Regions from separate parts of the Zea mays genome. Here region 1 is linked to region 2. The links are chromatin contacts, called in public Hi-C maps. All regions are on one chromosome and are shown on one strand. Each heading gives the region's core, a stretch centred on a gene start, on an enhancer-like site or on the middle of the called end of the contact. The rest is flanking DNA. Distances are from core to core; before and after follow the strand shown. Region 1 holds the start of LOC100501413 (Cyclin-D5-1). Region 2 has its middle 31 kb from the start of LOC103650247.

Region 1 (6,489 bases), core at 243-2,742, 100 kb before region 2:
CCCGGACTGTCCGGCAGAGCAAGCCGGACGGTCCGCATATGGGCCGGACGGTCCGGGCAGAAGCTCGGATGGTCCGACTATGTTTAGGGGCGCCGATCTGCCAAGCAGGGACGGCGGTGGTGGTACTTGCCCTGGATATGAGTTCATCGGCATACCATATAATGGTTGGGGCTGTAAATCCCCATTTGTTGCCGATGTATTAGACATGGATATCCTATTACTAGTCTCATATGATGGAAAACTAGGAGCAACAGACTTCTCCAATGTACGTGTTAATTTTCTAATTGACTCTTCTAACCCTCCAATCTGTTGTTTCATTTGATTCTGCTGATGATCTACATACTGTTTAATAGATTGGATGTCGTCAGATGTACTTACATTGGGGACTTGAAGCGAAGATAGAAGAGATGCGACGTCGGTCTCTCCATGTTTGACAACTTTCTGGTGGCGATCCACTGTGTATTGTGATAAGAATTTCTCCTTCGCTTGACGCATGTAGTCATCGTATTGTTGTTGCTCATCGGCCGTCAGACTTTCAACAGCCGGCTTCAGGATATTGTCCGGGGAGATATCAGTGTGATCTTTAGAACCGGCCATTTGAGGGCCTGATTTTTAGTAGATCTAAACACCTTTCCCCAGCGGAGTCGCCAAAAGTATGTTGACACCTTTTTCGGGCGCCAAACACTCAACAAGAACCGGCGGCGGTGCTCTCTGCACAGGAGCGGACGGTCCGCGACCAGGGACCGGACGGTCCGCGACCTGGAACAGAGGCTGACGTTCCCTGCCTAACGGCCGGACGGTCCGTGCCCTAGGGCCGGACGGTCCGCGCGTGCGCAGGGGGCGGCGAAAGGTCGCCGACGGCGCCTGGATCTCGCTCCCGGGAGCTAGGGATCCCGTCGGGGAGGAGAGATCCTAGGAGTTGTCTAGGCTCGGCAGGCCGACCTAGACTCTTCTAATCGACGTAGAGTCGAAGAGAAGCGGAGGATTTGAGGATTGAGAAGCTAACCTAGAACTAGACTAGAACTATTCCTAATGCGTATGGGAAAAACGAGAAATAGACTTGATTTGTTCGATTGTTGGGGGGTTTAATCGGCCGTAGCCCTTCATCTATATAAAGGGGAGGTCTGGATCCGCTTCAAACTGATTTCCGAGTTAATCCCGAGGTTTTAGGTAACAAATCCCGCGAGAAACTAGAAACTATAACTGACTCTGCGCACGCGCGGACCGTCCGCGCTACCACCGCGGACTGTCTGGACCCGCGAGACACTTTTGGTCTCCAACAAAGCTAGTATAGATTAAAGCCAAACGAATACACTACGCTGCCACTAAATTAAAGCTGTTTGAACTGATGCCGTTGTAATCTATAAAAATAAAATATTGTAAAAATCTAAGCAAGTGGATTAAAGCAGCAGATAACATGAGCGGTTAAAATGCTGGAACCAGTTAAATAGGGGAGGACCGGAGGAGGCTTCGGTTGCCATCTCACTCTCGCCATCACGTCGGCCTCTTCCACGGCCGCCGCCGTCGTCGCCGCCGCCGCCACCTCGCCGCCGACCACCATACCATCAGATATTTCAGAGCTCGCGCCCCTCACGCATGGTTCTTGGCTTCTTGCTTCTTGCTCGACGTGCGCCGTAACTAATCGACTATAAGCGTGGTGACACGTCTGACGAGATGATGCCGGTGGCGGCGGTGGATGACTGGTCGGAGCGCGGTTTCTCGCTGACCTGCGAGGAAGACTGCGCCGACCTCGGCAACGGCGTCGTAGACGACGACGAGTTCCTCCCGCTCTACAATGCCGGCGAAGAGGAGGAAGAGGAGTATTTGGAGCAGCTGGTGTTTAAGGAGACCAGCCTCTGCTCCTCCTCCGACTCAGCCGCGGACTGCGACGGCGACGGCGAAGGAGACGAAGAATACCCCTCGCTCGCCTCTGAGGAGTGGTTTCGGCAAGCTCGCCTCGCCGCCGTCAAGTGGATTCTTGAAGTGAGTCACGATTAGCTTAGCTCTAGCTCCTTGACGGCATCAGGTTGGCGTGGCAACTGATTGCATCATTCGCTATTGCAGACCCGCGGGTGCTTCGGCTTCGGCCACCGGACGGCGTACCTCGCCATCGCCTACTTCGATAGCTTCCTCCTCCGGCGACGCGTCGATGTATTCTATCCGCGCCGCCTTTTTTTATAAAAAAAGCCTCTGCTTTTGGGGGCGCGCGAATCACGCCAGGCATTGCAATGGTAACTGCAGAGGGAGGCGATGCCGTGGGCGGCGCAGCTGCTGTCCGTGGCGTGCGTGTCCGTGGCCGCCAAGATGGAGGAGTGCCAGGTGCCGGCGCTGTCGGAGTTCCACGCCGGCGGCTACGATTTCGACTCGGCGTCCATCCGGCGGATGGAGCTGCTGGTGCTGTCCACGCTCGGATGGCGCATGGGCGCCGTCACGCCCTTGGACTTCCTCCCCTGCTTCTCCTCCCGGGTCCACCCGCACGGCGGCGCCGGCGCCGGCGGCCACGTCGCCCACAAGGCCATCGGTTTCATCTTTGCCACGGCTGAAGGTTCATACACATCAAAATCGAATCTTTTTTTTATTAATCTCTCTCTCTTGTCTGACACCTAGTGATCTGTCTTGCGTGCATTGCTCTGACTGTCTGGTCTGCTCGGTGTTGGACTATTCGTGCAGCTGGTAGCGTGCTTGATCACAGGCCGTCCACTGTGGCTGCAGCTGCAATCTTGGCTGCAACCTATGGACCTCTACTGACCAAAGAAGCACTCGATTCCAAGATGAGCTACCTTTCTCCATCTTGTCTTATTGAGAAGGTGAGTCACTTGCTTACATTTCCATCTTGTAGTACTTGTGTAGCATTTTGACCATATGAATGTTCAGTCCCGATGAACCTTGGATTAGGAAAACTTCACTATACCATTTTTTTATATAAATGAATGTGTCGGTTTCTTTGACCAGGAACATGTACATGCCTGCTACAGTATGATGGTTGGGGACAATAACAGGAGAGGTAGCAAGAGATCATTGCCATGTTCAGTCTCCAACGAGATTGCCACTAGTACATATCATTCTGTTCTTGTTGATGATGTTACGGACACCGCCGCCGCCTTTGCCACGGCGGTATCGGCCAGGAATAAGCGGATCAGGCTGGAGCTGACGGGCATCAGTTGAGAAAGCTAGCACCACCGGGGACACAGTTTTTAGCCAGATGTCTAGGGGGGCTTGGTTTGATCTTCCCTTTCATTTTCTTCCCTTCTTTTTGAACTTATATGTTTGCGAAAAAGAAGATATTTTTTTAGGTTCTTTGAGCCATTGCCATGGGTTGGCATTGGCTGTTGTCAGATTTGATTGGTTTGGTTTGTGAGAGGTGGAAGAGATGAACAAAGCAGAGGGCTGAGCTTTCCTATGGAGAGGAGAGCTTAGGTTAATAAGCCCAATGCCAGCGCCCAAACAGGGCACACTTCACATTCAGTGAACTTTACTTCAAAGGTTGATGCAATGTTGCATTGCATGTGGTGAGAGATGCTGCTGCAGAGAAGATGCAAAACAAGTGGTAACAACACTGAGAGGTTGAGGGTTTTGCCATTGTTTATAGAACGAGTGAGCGAGAGAGGGAGATGTTTCCCTTTTTCACCTGTGCAAGTGGATGTGAGAGTGGTGTTTCACTCTGCACTTGCGAGGGTTACATCGATTTGTAACAAACCCTGTGTACTTGTGTAACCCCCTCTTGTTCCTGAGGAATGGAATCAGATTGCGTTTTGCGTCAAGCTGTGTGCCTGCCTGTGTATTTATGTGACAACATCCCTGTAGGTTTCTTGACCAGTTCTGCTGACTGCTGCAAGTTTCCAGTGCCATTGATTCAGTTCTGGCTGTGGCTGGGCCATGCCGGTGCTTCTTGTTCTGCTTTTATTCAGGAAGGAGGATCCAATGCAACCCTTTCCCTGTTGCATTGCAGCCAGTTTAGCACATGCCTGATGAATGTTTGGCCAACCCCCTACTGTTGCACAGCACTTGCACAATCCACAGTCATGTAAAGGAAGTGATGGCCGGTGCATAAAGAGAGGCATTGTCAACCATGATTTGCAGCAAGTACAGTGTGGCCTTTTGGCCATTATTGTGGATGCTGAGCAAAGCATGCAACAACACGTTATAATGTGGCCTTGTGTTGGAAAGAAGACAAGTGTTGCATATGAATGGGAGTATTAATGTACCGGATAGATACTGAGGTTAGCACTTTATGCCAATAATTGCCCAAATATTAGCAATGGTGATGTGACTTCTAACTTATGTATTTGGTTGGGGTGTTACTTTACTGATAGAGCTTGATATTTACCATTCACACACCGAGTGAAGCAACTTGCAAGTTTGGAAGCTGCAGCATGTGACATTTTTTGACCAATGGTGTAGTTAATCCGTATCCGTCCTATATAATACCAATTGATTCATACTATATCACAAGGTGTATGTGGATTACATTAGGAGGTATAGCGGTGGGGCGGGCTACCGGCTCGAGCCCATGGAACCCCACTGAAGCCTCCCAAAATTTTAAATATATACCATATAATATAGAAGGGTTTCATATAATGTATCGGTTTAGTGTAGCCTCTTCTAAAAAAGTTTCTGGCTCGGTGGCAACTGCCAAGTTGGTGCAAAGGAATGGACAAGTATTGAAACACAAACTAATGGAAGAACAAGGTTACCAATATGCCACCATGCACAAACAGAGAAAGATAAACACACACACACAGATGCCCAGAATATTACAGCTTTCATTCATGGATACAATAATGATGATATCTTTACATCCACTGCCTTTGTTTTTCCCACCCTCACACCCTCCCCGTGATAAAACCCTAGACCCTAAAGTTGGTCTTCTGGCCTCATCCACTATCTAATGCAGGTCTTACATTGCACCCGGCCTTACAGCTGGTAAAAGGAGCTTTTCCACTGCACTCTGGCAATGAAAATGCCTGCCCTGCCCGGCTGCCCCCCCATGGGCAATGGAGTGGCTTTCTGAAGCACAGCCACCAGTCCTCCACCACCACCGTCTGCAAGCATGCATGCTACCTGCTGCCTGCTGCAGACATGGCATTGCCAAGCCTTCTCTCTTTCTCTTTCTCTCTCTCTCTCATTCATGTGCCTTCATGGCTTTGTTTTGTTTCTCCAATGTTGCTATATAAAGCTAAGGAAAGTGGTTCCTTGCATGCATTGAACCCTGGGGGCCTGAACAGTTGGTCACAAATGCTTCTGTGCTACTCTCAAACAGTACTGTTTCCATCGCATGAAGGTAGGCCAGCTGGTGGCTTGGGGCTAGGGGGGTTCGGGATTGGTTTGGAGGTCGAACTTGAAAAGGTTTTGTTAATTCTCAAACATGTTTAGGTGATTTTTCTTGAACTAATCGAGCTGTACAATACTTTTAAGATGGGCATGCGTCGGGCAACTAAAGGTGACCTACAATAATAATGCATGTTTGAAAACCAATGGCATGTGCCGCACATCTGATAGCTTGTATCGATCTAATAAAGTGTGGAGAGGAAGGATATAGTATGCCTGCATGCCTGCCTGCCTCCTGTGATGAGTTCTGAATCTGGACTGCCCGAACCTAGAGCTGCATATGCATACAGTTGTTGGGTGAATAGATGGGTCCAGAAAAGGGTTAGCAAGCCTGCACAGCTTCTCAGTCACCAATGCAGTCAAAAACACAGCTTTGGTTCAGTTTAGTTGGCTCAAAGGAGTAGCGCAGCTGCGGCCACCTAGAAGTGAGTGGCCACCTCATTAGATATTTGGATGGATGGCCGGCCGCCCTGGTCCTAGCAAAGCACCAATAGTTTTTGTTTGTTTGTTTGGTGCAACATGTTTACCGTTTGGGTTTTTGAGTTAGCCACTTGTAATTATAGTAATAGCGTTGTGTAATGGGCTAGACCCAACAACATGTGGCTATTAACACAACTCTTAACCTAAGTTAGGAATAAGGTTTTCTACACGGTATAGAGTTAGGCTAGTTTCTCTCTCCCCACCCGTCCCCAACCCAGCCGCCGGCTGCCCCTGCTTCAGCCGTCGCTCTTGCCCGCCGACGCACCCCTGCAGCCGCCGGCCCCAAGCACCGACGACAGTGCCACCGCTCTCCTGCCCACAAGCGCCGCCGCCGCATACACCGCCCTAGACATGTCCCACCCCCTAGCATCCGAGCACATCGTCGACCTCACCACCTCCCTAGGTGCGATCGCCTCCTTGGCCGACCTGCACGCCGCCCTGGACGTGCGCCCCACCTTCGTCGGCTCGCTCCTTCTCCCCCACGGCTCGTCGACCCTGAGCGAACTTGCTGTTGGGGGGGACATCGTCGTCCTCAGGCTCCTCCCCAATGCCTCTCCTACGTCCTTCGCGACACAACAGCGTCGAGGTTCCCCGCAGGGCTTCCCCACCCTCGTTGCTCCTACGTGGATCGACGTCGTCGCTTCCTCGTCGACTCCTCTGCCAGCTTCCTCGTTGTTGGTT
Region 2 (6,810 bases), core at 3,219-5,718:
GGAGCAGCAAGAAAAGTTTCGTGAAGAGATGCGGCAACAACAAATGGCATTTCTCCAACAGCAATCAAAGTACATGGCTGCTTACAACGCACAGGCGCAACAAGCAATGAACGTGAGTGTCTTATTTATTCTCAACAAGCTCGATATTGGTTATATAACTAATATATTATATTTGCAACAGTCTTGGTTTCCATAGCAGGCACAGCAGCAACCATTTGTTTTCCCTCAATTTCAGCCGTCGATGCCTCAGTGGGGATTACATGCTCCACCACCTCCACCTCCACATCAGTTTATTCAATTTAGTTAAGACTTGTCGTTTGTATCAACCTAATTTCAAATCTTTACTAAACTTGATTTTGTAGGGATCCGGGGTCATGGGCCACAACACGCCACCACCGGTCATACCAGCACCAGGAGGAGCTTATGCAGGGGAGGGAGCTTATGCAGGAGAGGTTAGTTTGAGAAACAATTTGTTTGAATAGTCGTTATACATGTAACCAATGCCGTTATTAATGTCTTCTTTTTTCTTTAGGATCCAAACTCGTCACACGACTTCGTCAACCAGTTCTTGGCTTCTGGAGGTAGTGGACACAACTCCAACGACCCCGATATGTGATTAAGTTAGCTTTGTGCCGCACCGTGCGTTGTAATGAACTATTTGTGGATTTTATGTTTGTATGGACTATTTGTGGACTTTATATTTGTATGGACTCAAATTTTATGTTGTGAACTCAAGTATGAATTTTCTGTTATTGTATGGAATTTATGTTATTATATGAATTTTGTATGAAATTCTGTTATTTTTCGCATTTTTTTCAATTTTTTTTCTCTGAAATTATTAATTTTCGGCGGCCTCCCTGGCCGCCGAAAATAAGAACACTATTTTCGGCAGTTTTTAATTTCCGGCGGCTGGCTACGTGGCCGCCGGAAATTATCTGTTATTTTCGGCGGCCAGGTAGACAGCCGCCGAAAATAAGCTGTTTTCGGCGGCCAGGTCCTGGCCACCGAAAATAAAGCCTTATTTTCGGTCGGTTTTTTTTGGCGGCCAGAAGCCGCCGAAAATGCCTGTAGCTCTTGTAGCCTGAGTCAATGAAGAGTATGGCTCTGATACCAATTGAGAGTACCTAGGGGTGAATAGGTGATCCTGTAAAATTCAACACTAAATAACCCAAACTTGGTTATGAAATGTTAGCACGATTAAAACCAAGTTGCTAAAGCGAGAACTTTAGAAGAAAACCAATCACAATGAAAAGAGACACGAGAAATAGTGATTTTTATCATGTGGTTCGGCCAATGCCTACTCCACGTTGTGGTGACCTCCTTCGGTCAAGGATTGCACTCAATCCCTCTCGAGTGATCCAATGATCAACCTTGAGTACCACAGTTTTCTTCCTTTTTAGTCTTTTCCCGTTTACGAGGAATCTTCACAAGTTGGAGCCTCTCGCCCTTACAATGTTGATCACAATAAAGCACAAGAGTAAGGGAGGGAAAGAAACACACGGAAGAACTAGAATCACAGCAATCCCACGCACACAAGTCAAGAGATGAGCACACAAACACGACGTAGAGAGTTCATGACTCAAGAAGTGCTCAAATCTCAAACACGATGATCCGAATGCGTGTTTGCGGAGTTTAGGTGTCTTAGAATGTTCAATGGAGGCTTGGTGTAGTGCTCCATACACCTAGGAGTCCCTTTTATAGCCCCAAGGCAACTAGAAGCCGTTGGAACTCCATTTGGCAGGCAATTCTTGCCTTCTGTTCGTCGGTGCACCGGACTGTCCGGTGGCGCACCGGACAGTGAACAGTACGAGCACAGTACATGACAGAGAGTCCCCTGATTGGCTGATTTCCTTTTCTGTGCGGCACCGGACCGTCCGGTGCACCAAGTGACCGTTGGCTCCCCTCGACGTGGCAGATAGCCATTGCACGGCTGGAGCACCGGACTGTCCGGCACCTAGCGGACTGTCCGATGAATTATAGCCGATGTAGCTAAGGAAAAACCCGAGAGCACAGAGTTGCGTAGACCGTGCATCGAACTGTCCGGTGAGTGGCGCCGGACCGTCCGGTGCTGCGCTGTCAACACCTTTTTCTTCGTTTCTTTGTTTGTTTTCCTCTGACTCTTCTGGCCTTATTTAGTTGGGTCCTGGCACTTGGACAAGAGTGTTTAGCATATAAAACTATTGATAAAACGTTTAGATCTTACCTTTATTCTTTATTTGTATCTCTTTAATACTTGGCACACATCACTTCAATACAATGTGTGTTGGGCATCTAATCACCAAAATATTTATAGAAATGACCCAAGGGCACATTTCCCTTTTAGTGGTCTACGTCGATGTTGACTAGACTGGTTGTCCAGGTACGTGACAGTCCACTTACGCTTATGTCGTGTTCTTGGGCGCCAACCTCATCTCCTGGGCTGCCAAGCGGCAGCCCGTCGTCTCTCGCATCAGCGCAGAGGCTGAGTACCTCGCTGTGGTCAACGACGTGGCAGAGGCCTACAGGTTGCGCCAGCTTCTCTAGGAGCGACACACTCGTCTGCTGCGATAACGTCAGCACGGTCTACCTCTCCACCAATCTTGTGCAGCATCAGCGTACGATGCACGTGGAGATCGACCTGCACTTCATCCGCGAGCGTGTCACTACAGGTGACGTTCGGGTTCTCAGCGTCCACACCACGCTGCAGTTCACTGACATATTCACCAATGAGTTGTCGTCGAGTATATTCATCGATTTTTAATCCAGCCTCAACATCTGTACATGATAGAGTTGAAACTGCGGGGGTGTGTTAGAGTACCTGTTTAGGGTTTTGGGGTTAGCCCCTTGAAATTACAGTAATACTACCCTTGTGTAATGGGCTATGCCCAACAATCTGTGGCTATTAATACAATTTCGAACCCTGAGTTAGGGTTAGAATTTCCCCTACAACACTTGAATGTATTGTGACCGTCAGTAGTTTAAAAAAACAACTCAGATCATACAAGATTTTCGCCATGTGATAAATCGATGACTCTAGAAATGAATCTTAAACTTACTGAAAATCTCTAGTTTCCAGTGGTTTTATTGCGTACGTGTATGATTCTACATCTTGACATGGGACGCACCAGGTTGAATCTGAATGGCATACATGAAACTGAAGGGGATATTTTAGAATGATCGAGGTATGGCAGCTGGAGTCTGTACAGCTGTGCCTGTGAGTATCCCTGTAAACCGAAAGCCTGTGAGCATGCATGAGCACCAACAGCAGGGGCGTGGCCCTGGTTGCCCACTATGCATGCATGAGGCGGAGGGTTGGGGGTCTTGGGGATGTGGTCTAAAGACTAGGGAACAAGCCTGCACAAAGACAAAGAGGCCAGCACAAATACGTCTTCCCATGCAATCGCATGAAGACAACAGAGTCGCGCACACACACATACAAAACCCACGCACAGATCCTGATGTGGTCAAGGAAACACATGCTTTGTTTTGTATCGCGTGTCTTGGTTTTTGCGTGGAGGCAGGCAGAGGCACTGCTTGTGAACGCGCGCGATGAGCTGTCGTCGTCTCTCCTTGCATTGCACTGGGTGCCAATGGCGAGGGCCATGGCGTGCGGTGTCATATGCATGCAGCTATTGACATGTCATATACTCATATAATCGTGTTTTAATACAATAGAGCTAATAATTAACTGTTAAAATTAGCTAAAAACATTCAAACAGATTAGCTAATAGTTCGACTATTAGCTACTTTTAGTAAATTAGCTACTAGTTAGCTAGCTAATTATATTAGCAATTTTTTAGGCAACTAGCTATAGTGCATTCAAATATCCCCTCTATCTAAGCATCCAGTATAGAGTTTACGCCAGTGAATGGAACAGGAATATTTTTAAGAACTAGTTTAGAAACTACATTTTACCAAGTGATTTATATTTTTTCAAGGGAAAATGAACTAATTTCTCTTGAGAAAATGAAAATTTAATGGAAAATTGGGGTTTCCAAACTAGCCCTAATCACGTACTTATCTCCTCCAAAAGATCATGATGGGGAGAAAATGAGCTCATCTGAACCAAAACCAGCTCCAGGTGATTAGGCTGACTGAGAATTATTCCAGCGTGGCTGCAGCATCATACACTAATGCACCACACCGACCATACCGCAGAGTGAGAGAGAGATGAGATGAGACGTGTGTCCCCGTCTGCTGCTGGTGAAATATTGTGAGCGCATTATCTGAGTAGGCCGTGGCGTTGCCGGCTGCCGGCCTGCGTGCTGCGTCTCCCGATCTGGTCACAGCTGGTCTGGTCAACCTCGAGATCGGCTACTGCAGCACACGCAGCCTGCCCTACAAACCTCTCTCCTCGCCATCCCTTCTCCAAGCAAAAGCAGGACTGCACGCATGCAGGAGCATCAGAAGCAGTGCCACACCACACGCCAAATCAACATATATCGTCAGATTCAAGCACGCATGGGCTCCTCGTCCTCGCGCTCGCCACTCCTCAGGCCTGCTCTCCATGGGCTGCAACTACAACCATTTGTCAGCCCAGGAACGGATGGATGGTAGGCTCATCTCAACCTAAGAAGGGATGAATTTATTGTTGAATCAATCTCATCTGACTCGGTCAGAGTGACATGACATGCCATGCCATACTTGCGCTCTAATGGCTGTGACAGGATCACAGGAGGAAGGGTCGCCCGAGGAGAGAGTTGAGGGTCAGGGAGTGGGAGTGGAAATGGTTTGGGGTTTTCGTGCCTTAGGTAGATTTTTTTGCCTTTTTAACTTGACGAGAAGGAATTATGACCGTCTAATCTATGCTATACTTAGCGTGAAATGTTAAAAATCGGCGTGAGATAACCACACCATGATAAGAAAGGTGGAAGACACTAGACGAAGCTACACCAGAAGATCATCATGCTCAGGTGTTTATAATATTGAATATAAATTTTACATATGTATATATGATTTTTTTAAAATAAAAAAATAATCGTGTCGGGCTGGATCAGCACTACGGGCCGAGGCTACAGCCCAAGCATCGCACGACGCTCATGTCGGGTTGGCCCAGGCACTATTAAATGGGTCGTGTCTCGGCTCGTCTCGCCAGACACGGTTCATTTGGCCATATATACTTTCTGCACGATAATGATGGTCCTCAGTTGTCACCACCTCGTTCGTCATTCTACTTCTTTTCTCTCTCCCCTCGTGACTCTACCTGCGCGCCACCCCATTCTCGGCAGAGGGCGTAGGAGCATGCGCCTCCTCCCCGTATTCGTCCGACACCAGCCCCGATATCGACTCACGCAGTGGCTATTGCACATCCACGAGGACGTTTCACATCATGTGCGTATCATCGTTTTCGCCGTCGTCGGACGTACTGTCCGTCTTCCCGACCTTCGCCATTTTCTTCCTCCCCAACCTGCTGCCCCTGCCCACGGTCGCAGCGCGAGCCGACCGACGCTCATCGACGTGGGTGTGGGGCGAGTCGGTCATGCTCCTGGCCTTTCTCTATGCGTGCCGTCAAGGAGGACATGATGGTGCCTGGCACACTTAGGTTATCTTGGCGAGAGGAGTCCAGGTCTGAGATATTAGACAACCAAGGCCCGTAGCGTGGCATAAGTCGGCATATATGCTACAGAGTTGGTGGTGGTGTTGTGTCGCTTCGGCGGGTCCAGGGCTGGAAAGACACTCACATTCTCTCGCCCTTCTCGGATTGACACCTGGTGCAGGCGCCTCTCGGTTTGGAGTTGCTTCGGTTGGGCTTCTTTCTCCGCTTGTGTGCTCTCTCTCTCTCTATCTTAGAAGTATACTACCTATGTCGCCTCTAGATGCACTGTCTTTTTGTCGTGTCCTTTTCCGGCAACGAATATGTATGTTCGCATCTTCCCTTTCCCTTCTGCTCTACGAAACCTTGGAAGTGGGGAGGCGTGGGATGGGGGTTTCTGATTTGCTACCTATGGTACCTGTGCGTTCATAAAAAATATTACAATCAATAAAAAAATTGAGATTTTTTGCTAGATAATTTACGTGGATATTGTTATGAGCCGTCGCAAGGTAACCGACTATATGATCCTACGAGTGAGAGTGCGATAGGGCTAACTGTGTTGCTTTTAGCTTAAGCGGGTGCGGTCTTTCCCTACGACCTAGGACATGGTCCACGTGGAATTTGGTAGGCCGATCGTGTGGGCTGCATGGGCTGATTTTTAGACGAAGAACAACGAAACACAATCTATACTACTTATTAAGACTCTAAGGGTAGCCTGCCTTTTCTTGTTCTGCCATCCGTGAATCTGGACCGTTCGCTTCATCCAGGGCGATCCGACCCGTTCTGCCTCCCAACCGTGGACGTACATCCTCGCGCCAAAAAATACATCTTAGTGCGGCACCAGAGGAATTAGTCTGAGCAACAAACAATCCACACCAACCTTTATAAGCCACGTTTGATCTGTCTCAGTGGCCGGTATGGTACTAATCAAATAAATCCCATAACAGTGCCTGCGTGCAGCCCAGTGGTTCGTGTGGCCCAACCGTTGGTGCGGCCCATTGTGCAGCCCAGCCTACAGCGCCTGTCATCCTCTTCGGCAGCCCTAAACCCTCTACCTCCACGACGGCGCGCCGCACGCAGAGATTTGCCCACGTCCTCAATCTGCCTCCACGACGGCGCGCCGCACCACGACTTCAATCTCCTCCCCCACGACCTCAACCGCTCTGCCAGAGTCAACACCGTCCAGCTCCGGTCACCGGTTCATGGCGGCGGCAGCGGTACTCCTTCGGCAGGCAAAGGAGCAAAGTTGGAGGCGACGAGGGTCCAGATCCGGCCGCCGGTGGGCTCCATCCGGGGTT

Evidence for each region. Hi-C and Micro-C count contacts between places; a contact is called where the count stands out from the background.
Region 1: a Hi-C map of ear shows a contact between it and region 2, with 3 times the contacts expected there. The contact joins the promoter of LOC100501413 here to the enhancer-like site in region 2. A contact is called at or near these places in 3 of 25 Hi-C or Micro-C datasets (ear, leaf and tassel).

What each region holds. Positions count from the first base shown.
Region 1 is chr3:114,820,434-114,826,922 of Zm-B73-REFERENCE-NAM-5.0, reverse strand. It overlaps LOC100501413 (Cyclin-D5-1), which reads left to right and starts at 1,492. Exons shown (of 5, transcript NM_001196135.1): 1 at 1,492-1,983; 2 at 2,065-2,151; 3 at 2,242-2,545; 4 at 2,671-2,807; 5 at 2,953-3,759. The coding sequence starts at 1,675. The coding sequence ends at 3,165.
Region 2 is chr3:114,723,464-114,730,273 of Zm-B73-REFERENCE-NAM-5.0, reverse strand. No RefSeq gene overlaps it. Among protein-coding and RNA genes, the nearest start is that of LOC103650247, 31 kb to the right of the region's middle. Within about 2 kb of position 4,468, at least 15 of the 20 cell types and tissues checked have an H3K27ac peak or open chromatin away from gene starts, as enhancers often do. A contact at or near this core is called in ear, leaf and tassel, where this site is marked.